2 separate regions of the Mus musculus genome follow, and region 2 is linked to region 1. A link is a contact called in public Hi-C data. All regions are on one chromosome and are shown on one strand. The core of a region is the stretch at or near the end of the contact, and the rest is flanking DNA. Distances in the headings are between cores, read along the strand shown.

Region 1 (2,700 bases), core at 184-2,683:
CCTCCCATCTCTCCTAACCCCTTCCTTCCAGGTTTCCCTCCTCAAATCTCACCATGGAGCACTCTCGGAAGTCCCGAGCCAGCTGAGCATTCTTACAGGAGAGAACAGAGCCAGCCATGCTAAGCATGACACAGAGCACCGAAAGCAAGGAGAAGAAAGAGATCTGAGGGAAAGAAGGTGGCATCTCAGGGCTGGGACCTTCAGCAGCATCCCTCTTCCACAGAATGAGCCACCCTCTTCTCAGACAGCTTCTGCTAGCCTTATACCAACTGGAAAGCTCCTGGGAGGCATAACGGGGGGGGGGGGGGTAAATCCCCTTCGCTGCTGGGCACCTGCTTCCTAGTGGGCATCGGGCCTTGGCACCTACCACTAGAGTGAATGGCCGCTTCCAGGACACAATGCCAACCAACCCGGAGAACGCCAGCTAGGGACAGAGTGGGCACAGGCTCAGCTTGGCAGGGGAAGCACCTAAGTGAGCCCCTTGCCACAGGATGCACCCAGCCCTGCAAGGAGGGAGAGGACTGGGAGAAGAAGGAAAGACAACCATGTGGGCTTGCAGGTGAGGAGGGATGGGGCCTAAGAAGCTTCCCCCACCCCAGTACTATATACTCTTTGGACCCCACTCACCGAGAACCCAGCCCAAGATGGGCAGGACCTCTTGATGCTCTCGGTGGTGGTGACAGAGGAGGCCACCATGCTGAAGGTTATCACCAGGATGCCCAAGAGCACCTGGGCCAGCCCCAACGTGAGCAGGGCCTGGAGCCAGGGTCGGTGGAGGCGGAGGTGGGTAAGGCCCCGGGTACTGGGCCGGCTGGTCAGCGAGCGACTGGAGTCACTGGGCGAGGGCATCATGCCTGCCGCCCAGTTGCTCGCACCTCGCTCGGTCCCCCTTGATACTTGTGAGCATCTCAGAAGCACCCAAGCCCTGGTTCTTTATCCTTTCCACAGCCCTCGCTGTAAAGCCCACCTCCTGGCTAGGTCCTCTGGGGCATCGCCCAGGGACGCCAGCTGGAAGGAGGCCCAAAGGAGGGGCGTCACGAAGGGACAGTGAGGGGCTCCCTCCCCACCACCAAACGGGTACCGTGCCCGGGGAGGCGATGAGGACGCGAGGGCACCGGTTCATTGCATTTCCTTAATGAAGAGGGGTGCCGAGAAGGGCTGATCCCAGACTGAAGAGTAGCGTTCCGGAACCCAGGCAAGGGTGGGGAGGGCAAAAGCGAGAGGGATGCAAACAAGTCTACAGAGAGGGGGAAGGTCTGCATGCAGGAACTAGAGGTGCGTTTGGCCATTCAGGGCCGCCTGGTGGGGAGAGGCCGTGGAAACTGTCTCCAGAGTCGCAGACCCGCTCCCCTCCCCACCATGCTCGGCTTCCTTAGCTCCTCCAGCTGCAGCAGGTCAGCCTGTGGAGGTGGGGGATGGTGGATGGTGCGTGGTGCGGAGGAGGGGTGTGGTGGGTGGTGCAATGCATCCCGGGAGCTGTAGTCTGAAAGCAACCCTGGGGAAGGGAGGAGATAGGGAGAGGCCCTCCTCCATCCCTAGCCTCGCCCTGAAGCCTGAGCAGTTAAGGATCATTTCTGGGTCCATTTTCTGCCCCACAGGTTCCCGGGATGAGGTGTTCACACCAAAAGGGACTGACTGCTCATTCATCATTAACAGAGGCATGGTAAACCGAGCTGGGGCTCCCCCATCTCCCGCCTATCAGCCTGCCCACTTTGCCAAGTGCAACCCTCTCCTTGCAGAGTGTTTCCACCCCAGTTCCCCACTCCATACAATGGCCCAATCTCCAGTAAAGATACAGGAAATGGGTGAGTTCCAGTTACACTTTTTTTTCTTTAATTTAAATAACGGAAGAAGACATCCTTGGCACAGCAGAAGGAAACTGGGGTTGGGGTTGTGTGAGAGGTGGCGGCAGCAGTGTGGCCAGATGGGAGATAAAAGGCAAATAATGACTGAGTCACAGCGGGCTCTCCACACCTCAAGTCAGGATTAAAGTCATGGCTGTGGAATGAAGAGCCCCATAGAAGTCACCAAGTGGTGATGGCTCCCTGAATCCCAGAGACTTCAGGGATAGGGACTATCTTGGTTCCCACAGGTGACAGGCCCAGGGCATCCCAGCGGGTGCAGCAGGGGTCAAGGGGCCCTGAAGGCATTTTCAGCAGCTCCGGCAGCTGCATTGGCAGCAGCAGTTCGAACCGCAGGGTTGGAGAAGACACCAGCAGCAAATTCTTGCTGGGCCTTCTGAAAGCTGGCACCCGTTTGGCGGTACAGGGAGTGGATCTGCAAGAGGGAAGAGATTATAAGGGAGGCAGGCCCCTCCCATCCCAGGAGGATGGCACCACTCACTAGTCTCCTGCTTTGTACCGTTCCTTCTGCGTTGGCACTCCCTCCAAACACACAAACTCACCCACCCAAGAAAGTCCATTAGTTGATAACCCACCCGCCCTGCCCCATTTCCTTAATGTTCCACTCAGCAGCCCCTAGGGACCCAATGATCTCACTCCCCAGCCCCACCTTCTCCCGACCGGCCCTCACCCGCTTCAGCATCACGATTCCCAGCACTGCGATGCCGGTGAAGAGCAGGGCGACGAGCAGCATGAGCACCGCCACGGCAGGTTTGGATCCCACCACCACCAGAGCAGTCACCCAGCCGCTGTGGGAAGATGCACGGGTGAGGACCGACCACTCTGCCGGGGCTCTGCT
Region 2 (2,700 bases), core at 98-2,597, 680 kb before region 1:
GTAGAGGCTTGGACTACATTAAAAAACAAAAACCAAATAAACACCACCACCACCCTGTCTCAACACCAACACTGACAAGCAAACACCTGGATTTGAGGCAGACCTGGTCTGCCCGTTGCTTCCCATGTGACTAACCCAGGACACATTGATCAGCTGAGCATTGAGATCCTTATTTGAAAAAGGAGGCTCCTTACACCTTCGCCCCTTCACAGTGCAGGAATCCAACACTCAGGACCTGAACCTGGGCTCTTACAAATATGTTCAGTCTGAATTCTAAAAAAGCATTACTCTGACTCCCCAGATGGGGCAGAAGGAGCATTGCTGCATGTAAACATCCTCTTTCCTTACACACGAATTCAGAAAACTGATAGGTACTTACAGCACCTGGTGGCAAATCGTAGCTATGCTCAGTAAGACCAGATGCTAGATGGCTCAGTGGTGAAGAGGACCAACTCCACTCCCAGTACCACATCTGGGGATCCAGAACCCTCTCCTTCATCTGCAGACACTGCACACATCCACACAAATAAAAATAACCAGGGCTGGAGAGAGGCTCACCAGTTAAGGGCACATACACGTCCATGTGCTAACTACTGCTTGTAGCCCTTGCTCCAAGGGACTGGATGCCTCTGGTCTCTGCAGAAAGGTGCACATACCAACCACCCCTCTTCACATCACTAAAAATTGGAAAAAAAGCCGGGAGTGCTGGAGGCACTTTAACCCCAACTGTGGAGAGGCAGAGACGGGGGTAACTCTGAGTTCATGGCCAGCCTGGTCTAAAAGCAAGTTCCAGGACAACAGTTATATAAGTAAAATTCATACACATACATACATTCACACACACAGAAACATACATACACAATCATACATACATATACTCACAGACACATACATATACACACAGGCACACACACATAAACATATATTCACACACTCACCCACATATATACACATTAATACACATATATACAAACTCACATATATACATACACATACATACACTCACACATAGACACACATACACACATATACACACACACAGACACTCACACACACATACACACATACATACAAAAACACACACTCATACTCACAAACACACACACACAGACACATACAGACACATACACATACACACACACCTACACATATACACTAATACACACATACACACACACACATACACTCTCTCACACCCATTCACATGAATCTAATTGTGATGCTCAAAGGAGGAGAACAAAGGACATGCTGGGGAAGACTAAGCCACAGAGGAGAACCACACTGCTCTGTATTCTCCAGGGATACAGAGTGGCAGGGCTGTAGAGGGAGAAGTGAGGGGGAGGCTCAGCTGCTGGCTGTTCGTTGCGTTGGAACACTCTGGCATCAGCAGTTTCACAGAACACTCCAGTAGGTGTCTGCACAGGAAGTACTTTTCATGAAGGGAGGCGATTGTCAGGATGAATGGGACCAATTCACTGAGCGGGGTACAGCTCAGTGGCAAAACCCTGGCACATGCAACCCAGCTCCACAACACAACAAAACCAGCAGACAGACCCACGACCGACGGACAGACTGATGGACCGACCAACCAACCAACCAAAACAGCAACTAACTGAACAAAGCAAATGACTGTTTTCCTGGCAAAGCATTTATTGAAAGTAACACTTCAGGGTAAACCATCTTCCGGAAGGCACACAGCTACGCTGACCGGTGAAGAGAGCCAACAATTTATAAGATTCCATTATAATAACAATTGCCAAGGCACCTGCATTACAACCTTTTAAATATTTTAAAAAGTTAAAATGACGTATCAGTTGATATTTTAAATGTAAAATCCTCCTGACAGCATTTGGAACAGCTAAGAGCTTAACAGAATGATTCCTGCCTCAATGATCTGTTGACAGAGCAGTCTTCAAAAATAGAATTAAAATTGTGAACAACATGACCCAGCCTAGGTCCAGGGGAAGACTAGGAGTCAAAACACCCTTTCTACAGTAAAGGGCACATTTCAAGATGGCAACTGCTGTGTCATCGTTTATTTTGATTTATGGACTGTATCAAAAATCCTTGAGACAAACTACCCTAAATGCACCCTTGTTTCTCAACTGCAGTTTTTTTCTTGTCCCAGTAGATGGCAGTAGAACACCATCTTTCATTGCATAGGGTCCATGAAGCCGGGAAGCTAAATTACAGGGAAGGCTCTTACAGGTCAAGTTTCTTCAAGGCCAAGTTAGTGGGATGTAGGTGGCAAAGAGAAGACAAAAGATTGATCCCAAGGGAGTTTACGGTTAAATGGGTGCTGGCTACAGAAGACAGAAAGACGACCAATGGCTGTCTGGTCCCAGGAAGGGAGCAATGAAATCCTAAGTTTCAGAAGCATGTACAGGGGGCATGAATCTAGATGCACTGGCTTCTTGACTGAGGCCAGGAAAAATAAGTCATTAGCTCCTAACGAAAATGTTAACAGACTCATCTAGTAAGCAAAGAATGACTTACAGTTGTTCTTGAATTAAACATTAAGACCTATCCAACAGGGGCAACACTGGTAAATAATCTAAACACCAAACAAGGACTATTAAGGTAGGACCTGTGTTGAGAAGAGCCAGCTTTCCCTACTGGTTCTCTGCCCAGCTCCCCTTCCTGTGGCAGAGACCAGTGACTGAACTCCAGCACCACAGACGCAGACTCTAAACGGCCAAC

What was found. Hi-C and Micro-C count contacts between places; a contact is called where the count stands out from the background.
Region 2: a contact with region 1 is called in a Hi-C map of cortical neurons, with 2.9 times the contacts expected there. The contact joins the enhancer-like site here to the promoter of Fam189b in region 1. A contact is called at or near these places in 1 of 39 promoter capture datasets (hippocampal neurons), 2 of 484 Hi-C or Micro-C datasets (both in cortical neurons) and 3 of 115 datasets of contacts at active chromatin or transcription factors (memory CD8 T cells, microglia and neural tube).

Annotation. Positions count from the first base shown.
Region 1 is chr3:89,181,876-89,184,575 of GRCm38.p6, reverse strand. It overlaps Fam189b (family with sequence similarity 189, member B), which reads right to left and starts at 1,433. Exons shown (of 12, transcript NM_001014995.2): 1 at 628-1,433; 2 at 368-424; 3 at 53-163. The coding sequence starts at 852. Gm45927 (predicted gene, 45927) reads right to left here. Exons shown (of 19, transcript NM_001310017.1): 18 at 2,533-2,650; 19 at 1,806-2,277. The coding sequence ends at 2,131. Scamp3 (secretory carrier membrane protein 3) reads right to left here. Exons shown (of 9, transcript NM_011886.3): 8 at 2,533-2,650; 9 at 1,806-2,277. The coding sequence ends at 2,131. It overlaps Gm16069 (a long non-coding RNA gene), which reads left to right and starts at 149. Exons shown (of 3, transcript XR_003954659.1): 1 at 149-559; 2 at 1,599-2,668.
Region 2 is chr3:89,857,773-89,860,472 of GRCm38.p6, reverse strand. She (src homology 2 domain-containing transforming protein E) reads right to left here. Exons shown (of 6, transcript NM_172530.3): 6 at 1,627-2,700. Among named protein-coding and RNA genes, the nearest start is that of Gm46811, 13 kb to the left of the region's middle. Within about 2 kb of position 1,347, at least 45 of the 459 cell types and tissues checked have an H3K27ac peak or open chromatin away from gene starts, as enhancers often do. A contact at or near this core is called in cortical neurons and hippocampal neurons, where this site is marked.